Linked DNA regions of Gossypium hirsutum: region 2 is linked to region 1. The links are chromatin contacts, called in public Hi-C maps. All regions are on one chromosome and are shown on one strand. The core of a region is the stretch at or near the end of the contact, and the rest is flanking DNA. Distances in the headings are between cores, read along the strand shown. Region 1 has its middle 25 kb from the start of LOC121203696. Region 2 holds the start of LOC107953007.

Region 1 (3,657 bases), core at 325-2,824:
ACATATCATTTCGTTAAAAAAAATTAAACTTTTTTATTTTAGGGTAAATTATACCTTATGTCGTTAAATTATTTGTAAGTTTACGTTTTGGTCATGTAACTTTAATAAATTATAAAATGGTCATTGAACTATTCGAAAGTTTTTATTTAAGTTTACAAAATGATCATGGGTTGTTAAAATAATTGTTGTATGGCCTGCTCTATTCATATTGCCTACACCAATCGAAAGCTCTCATTCCCCTTGTTTTCTATAATTCAGTTGTTTTTTTTTTATGAAATGACTTTGAACGTCATGAATTTGTGAACCAAAATCTAAACAATTTTCTTCCCTAATATTCGATATTGACCATCAAATTGACTTGTATCTAAGGTATGTTATCCTATTTGTCAATGGGTACTGATCCACCATATTGATTGTCAAATCATTACTTAGAGCTTGCAACCTAAACTTAAAAAGAAAAAAACACTTAATAGCCTAGTGACTTAAATTAAAACTTTTGAATAGTTCAATGATTTAAATGAAATTTCGAATACTTTAGTGATCATTTTGTAACTTTTGAAGTTGAGTGATCAAAACATAAACTTACTAACAGTTGAGTGACCTTGGGTGTAGTTTACCCTTAATTCTAATATATATTTTCATATTATTAAAAATATAGAATTTTAATATCTAATAAATTCATATTTCATATTTTCATATTACTTAATTATTATTCTTTTATAATTATTTTTAACTTGTGAAATTTAAATAATCTAAATTTTTATAAAAGATTATTTATACAAACAAAATAAATACGTAAACAGAGATTTCAAAATGTTGCATTTTAAAATAAAATAATTGAAAAATGTTTAAAAAAAAGAAGCCAAACATATCCACGCTTAAGTTAAACAAGACATGAACAATGGTTTCTCCATATAGGGGCCAAAAATAAGGGAGAAAAATTTGTGAATAGTTTGATTGGGGTTGAATGAAGAAATAGAAGTTTGACTGGGGTTGATTGATTTATTTCCAAAAAAACTATATAGTTTTATAAATAAAAAAACATTTCACAGAGATGGGAATATATATATATATATATATTTTAATTCGGGATGCAATGTTAAGATAGGTAGGCATCTTCTTCCATGATTTTGTTCTGTCTGCTTCCCTTTTTGTTTGTGGAAGGAAATGGATGCAATTAATTAGCAATCTAAATGTGAGGCTAATATCACATCTCTACAAATCCCTTCTACTCCTAATGCAAATTTAATATTCTTTTTCTTTTTTTCAAACTTTTATTCTCCTGAAAAACATTTATCTACATTCCACTTTAAAAAAGTTATTTTAATATTCAATAATTATATTAAATTTTGAGGTGGAAATAGAAAAACTAATTTGCTTAAACTAGGAGATCCAATTATTCCTCTTAATCTCATTTGAATAATGAAAAAGCTAAGCAAAAAAAAAAAAAAACAAAACAAAAACTGATGGGCATTATTAAATGCCGTCAAAGAAGGTAGGGCTAGACATTGTTAAGAGTCCATGGTGGCAAAACTTGACCCAGGCTTTCATCCTCTTCATGACGGGGTGAAATTTAAGTTGAGTGGACGACTGGGTAGGCTTGGTGGTCAACATGTGCCCTGTGATGTTTCATTATGGGCCTTCATCACCTATCTAATATTTTGGATTTTGGAATCAAACTGTTGGCGATTGCTCCAATATTTTATGTTTCTGGCAATGGCCGCATCGCCTGGGCCTTCACCCATTATTGTGCCTGCAAGAGGATATCCTCTGAATATATTATTAACACATTTTAAAAAAGTAATTAAATAAATATTATCAATATTTCTTGATGGTGTCAAAAAAAATAAAAAATAAAAAAAAATAAAATTCCTATACCTAAATAGAATATAAATAGTATTATAAGGAGTAAGATCGATCTCATAGGAATTGGATATTTAAAATTATATTTCCTTATAACTAGAACACGCCGTTGGCAGCTGTCGTGCCCATGACTCGTGTCAACTTGTCTGAAATAAACGGGAATTAAATTTGATTAAAAAAACAAATCAAGATCGAAATTACAATAAAAGAAGCAGAACGAAATAAGATTAAATAAACTAATGTGATGACACTCTAGCTTCAGGCACGATTTAGGCTTTAGCTTCAAATTGATCTTGGACACTGAATTTTCTCCTACAACAAATAAGTCAATTATGATCGAGGACATCTCATATCACCAATCCCTCCGAGTGTAAATTAATTGCGAGAACACTCGACAGCTAACCCTTACCAAACGAACAACCCTAAATGTAACGCCTCAAAAATTTGAATGTTTGTTTGTTAAATTTTGTTGTAATTGAGTATTTGCTTTAGTGCTGAAGTGTTTTACTTATGTGTTTGAGATTAGGGGTTTGAGTCTCACTTTTGAAAAATTTTGCTATTTTGCTTTGGTTGAACCCTTATCTTTAAACTTGTGACTTAAGTCTTATTCTGCGTTAACTTATGTTAACGATGAGCTTAGAGGTTCAGTGATTAAGCTTCTGTATGCCTTTAATGTTGTGTTTGAGTCTCTGTGTAAGTGAAAAGGAAATATATTTTTATACTACTCTGTTAAATTTTTTTAATTAACTAAACTGTTTCTTTTTTTTCCCTCTTTCACTTATAGTTGTTTTGTCGAGGGAAGTTGTGTGTTTCATTGTTTCTGATTGAATTTTGTCATTAAATTTTTGTTGATGTTCGTTTTCGTTTTCATTCGTTTTTATCAAAATTGCTTTTCTGCCTGTAACACCCCGTACCCGAGACCGTTTCCGGAGTCGAACACGATGTGCTAACGGACTTAATTCCTTAAACAGCTCATACAATTCATTTTTAAAATTTCCAGACGAGCTGGCTAACTGCATCACAGTCACTCTAAAAATCATATCTCGAGTTTCAAAACTCGAAATCCAATTCTGTAAATTTTTCCTGAAACTAGACTCATACATGCATTTACTAATTTTTTTCTAGAATTTTTGGTCGGGCCAATTAGTACAGTTTATTAGTTAAAGTCTCCCATGTTTCAGGGTTCGACTACTCTGACCTTCATGCATTACGACTTAGATATCTCCCTGTACAGGGCTTCAATACTTATGTCGTTTGTTTCTAATGAAACTAGACTCAAAAATGAATCTGTACATATAAATAATGACTTCTAATTATCTCTGGTTAATTTATGGTGAATTTCCAAAGTCAGAACAGGGGATCCAGAAATCGCTCTGGCCCTGTTTCACGAAAACTTAAACATCTCATAAAATACGGGTCATATGGTTGTTTCTTTTCTTTCATATGAAAATAGACTCATCAAGATTCAATTACATAATTTATTAATTATTTAATTTCATTTCTACTATTTTTAGTGATTTTTCAAACTCACATCATTGCTGCTGTCAGCATCTATTTTAAGGTAAATTTCACCTATTTCATAGTTTTCCATGAATCAACTAGTAATTTGACATACATTATTTCCAAGTATAATCACGATTAGCCATGACATACGTAGCACCAATAGGACCATGATTGGACATTCCAATGGCTAATCATTACCAAACATTTCCACACCACTTAATAACCATATCATAAGACCATATATACAAAATGATCATAATGTTATACTCAAAATATACAAGCCATTTTCGC
Region 2 (3,657 bases), core at 748-3,247, 35 kb before region 1:
TCTAAGTGTTTGATCAACTCAATACATTGACCATAAAAGGGTTTAGGGACTAAAGCTTAAAAGGGCAAGTAACCTTCATAACTGCTTAGGTGAGATTGATCTGATGTTCCTGAGCCGCATATAACTAACATTTGCGGCTGTAATCTTCTCAATATAATTTGTCATCCATGTCATAACTACATTAGCATTGGTCATTAACGGAGCAAATGCCTGGTTCTCTTAGCAGATATAGACAATGCTACTTTCTGATAATTGATTTGTTAGATTTTAGGTTTTAAAATAATAATAATTGTTTGAGTTTAGGCCATCGATCAGTACCCTTAGCTTTCAAGTTTGCCCCGATCTTACCTTTGAGCTTAACTCTGTTTACAGTGGGGGCACTGCGATTTGTTTGGTTGGAATAGAGGTCATTTAGAACAAATTCTTTTTGTTTCTAACACAACAGCAATTTTTGGGAACACTGTACCTAAAACCATATCCAAGTCAAAACTGAAGAATGACAACAGAGAACTGATACAACAAACACTGCTCGAAACTGAAATTATGCTTTAGCCTTCAGTCTTGCTGCTTACAAAGTGTAACTTAAGCTTAAGCTTACCATCTAGCTTCATAATCCACAGTGTTTATATTTACAAGTGGAAAGCTGTACATAAGTGTAACTTGGTTTTTTAGGAAGCAAGAAACTAAAATCGAAAAGGGTTTTTTAATGGAAACAACGATGATAGTCGAGCGCAGCAGTTAGTCAGCTGCAATGTTTAGATGTGGATGCAAGTGCCACAGCTTGTGCCCACACCTTGAGCCGAGCCTTCACATCTCTTGGGTCATCACCTAAAATTACAGAGTAAACATCCCATCAGATGAACTGAAAATGCTATGCAGAGCCTTTATATAAATCAAACAATCAGTAGTTCCCAAGTTTCCTGTTAGGTTTAGAAAAGAAAGCATAAAGGTCCAAATTAAAGGTAATTTTGACTAACCAGGGCTAGAGATACGCCAGTTGGCGATCGGAGAATTGCCACCGCTACTAGGCATCTCCAACATACGCTCATGTTCCAACTCTAACCCAAGATCCCTACACGCCTTCACTTCCTCCAAGTCCATACACAGCGACCTCTGCCCACCTTTGGGCCTTGTAATCACCACCAATCCCGCACTACCCCCTTCACTTTCCCCACTGAAACTTCCACTATGGTTGCTGTAACTTGCAATTAATTCTCCATCTTTCTTCTTGCTGCAGCTTTTACTCTCATTATCTTCCCATCTATCTCTAGTAATCCTCCTCTTCCTCGACTTGTTGTTCCCTTTTGACCTTCTTAAACCACCCTTTTGAGCTTCATTTTCACTTGCGTAATCTTTCGCCACTCCCGTCAGCTCCTGAGACAACACCGCTTTTCGGTTCCTCCGGCGAGGTGGGGTGGCGGGAAGAGAGTAGCAGCTAGGTTCCTTGTCGGAGTCAGAAGAGAGTTGAAGCAATTCTTTGCCACGGAACTCTTCATCAACATCTGCATCAAAGGACAACCTCGACAGATACATCCCCAGATTATCATCATCATCATCATCATCCTCGTTCGTGTACATGGAACTGGTACACATGGAAAGCCTCGACAAGTTATATGTATGGGCCTGATGCTCAAACCCAAAATCAATATCGTCATAGTCATCTTCCACCATGGACGAAACAACCGTCATACTTTCATCTGAAGCCATCTTTCGCAACAACAAAAAGAAAAAAAGAAAGAAAAAGAAACTAAAAGAACGATGAAGTTGAAGTGTGCTTTTCTTCTTCTTTTTTCTGTTATCAAAGTGATATATTAGAGAGAAAACAAAAAGACCGGCTGGCTATACATTATTTAACAAGGTGTGGCGTTTGGGCTTTTTATGAATCATTCATCAATTTCTGATTTCATAATAAAAAGTAAAATAAACACACTCCTCACTCTGAACAACCAAATTTATACGCAGAAAATTTGAAGCCTTTAATTACAGAGATACCCATTTCGGTGCTCAATCACTTCCTCTTACTTCCTTTTTGGTAGTTGGCAGAAGGTTGGGATTGTAATTTTGGTTTTAAATCAAATTAGTTAAGTAAGAAGCTTCGGACCATATGGCTTTTTTTTTTTGAATAATTATTAAAAATGATTACAAGTTATTTACACATGGCAATATTGAGCCAAATGACGTAGAGATCTGCTCAAGGACACGTAGCTCCACACAAATTCTTTTCCTGCTGCTAACACCACTCTACTTCATTCATAACCGGGTCACGAGTCACGACTCACTACGTGTCAACAAGGTACCAAAGATTGAAACCTGCCCTCACGATTTCCCATAACCTAGCTCTGTTTCGAAATCATTGTACACTATACTGTGCCATTGCTTTTTGCCCATTCCTTTTCTTTATTTATACTTTCACTTTCTTTTTTACAAATGAGGCTTTTCTTTATGACTATTTTACCCAAAAAAACAAAAACTCATTTCCAACATTGTTTATGAAAATGGTGGATTGGGTTAAAAATTTTAAAATACATCCACGTGAAATTATTTTAAGAGAATTTAAAAAAAAAATGTGTTGAACCGTAAAAATACGTTGATATGGGCGTACTCTTTTTTTTTTAATATTATAAAAAATGATTTTTTAAAAATTTACAAGGATAAGCTGTTATAAAAAATAGATTTTTTATTTTAAGGTGCTACAAATTAATATGGAAATAAAATTTACAAAATAAATAATTATATAAACTCTCATTTCTCTTGTTTTCTTAACTAATATAGGATGTGAGATGTGTGTATATATAGAGCCATGAATAGGTTTGCAACTTGTTTCTAGACAATGTGAGATTCATTCCTATTATAACTAACAACATAAGATTAAAGGCTATACTATCTTTTATAATTTTTTACAAAAAAAATTCTATTTTTTATATTTTTTAATATTTTCTCATATTATAAAATTATCTTTTGAGATCCTTTAAACTTGTTGCATTTTAAAATTGTTAGCATATACAAAAGGACTATTAAAAAAAATTACACATATGAAACTTGTACATGCAATAATCTTCTATTCAATTTTAAATGTTTGAAGTTAATATCTATGCAATTCTAATTTTTAAAATAATTTTCTATTATTTCAATTTAGAAGTTATACTTTTAAATTTTATTTTATTTTATGTTATGCATGTTTGATTAATAAATAAATGGTGAGTATTTGGTACTCAAATAGTATTTTTTTGTAATTTTAAAAAAATTGATATCTCTTTTTTTATATATTTATTTTTTAATATTTTACTATACTCATTAATTTTTTAATTCTAATTTTAATTTAATTTTCATCACCTAATGAATGTTGATAAATTTATTTCAGATGTATTTTGACTATATAAATAATCTATTTAAACATAGTATATAATTATGTTAAATAAGTTTTTCTATGGAAATATATAATATGCATAAAATATAATAATTATTTTTCATATTTTTATATCTAGATTAAATTACATTAGTAGTCACTTAACTATGATTTTTTGGCTATCGAATTATAAAAATTTACAAAATGATCACTCAACTATTAGTAATTTTTTAAATATTTATTTTTTAATATTTACTATATTCATTTTATATTTTATAATTTTTTTACTTATAGAGTTTAAAAATTTTATT

Evidence for each region. A called contact is a pair of places that touch in the nucleus more often than the background predicts.
Region 2: a Hi-C map of leaf shows a contact between it and region 1, with 3 times the contacts expected there. The contact joins the promoter of LOC107953007 here to the enhancer-like site in region 1. A contact is called at or near these places in 8 of 34 Hi-C or Micro-C datasets (anther, hypocotyl, leaf and 1 more).

What each region holds. Positions count from the first base shown.
Region 1 is chrA07:28,323,393-28,327,049 of Gossypium_hirsutum_v2.1, reverse strand. No RefSeq gene overlaps it. Among protein-coding and RNA genes, the nearest start is that of LOC121203696, 25 kb to the left of the region's middle. Within about 2 kb of position 1,574, at least 3 of the 9 cell types and tissues checked have an H3K27ac peak or open chromatin away from gene starts, as enhancers often do. A contact at or near this core is called in hypocotyl and leaf, where this site is marked.
Region 2 is chrA07:28,359,090-28,362,746 of Gossypium_hirsutum_v2.1, reverse strand. LOC107953007 reads right to left here and starts at 1,997. Exons shown (of 2, transcript XM_041117900.1): 1 at 978-1,997; 2 at 515-828. The coding sequence starts at 1,707. The coding sequence ends at 743.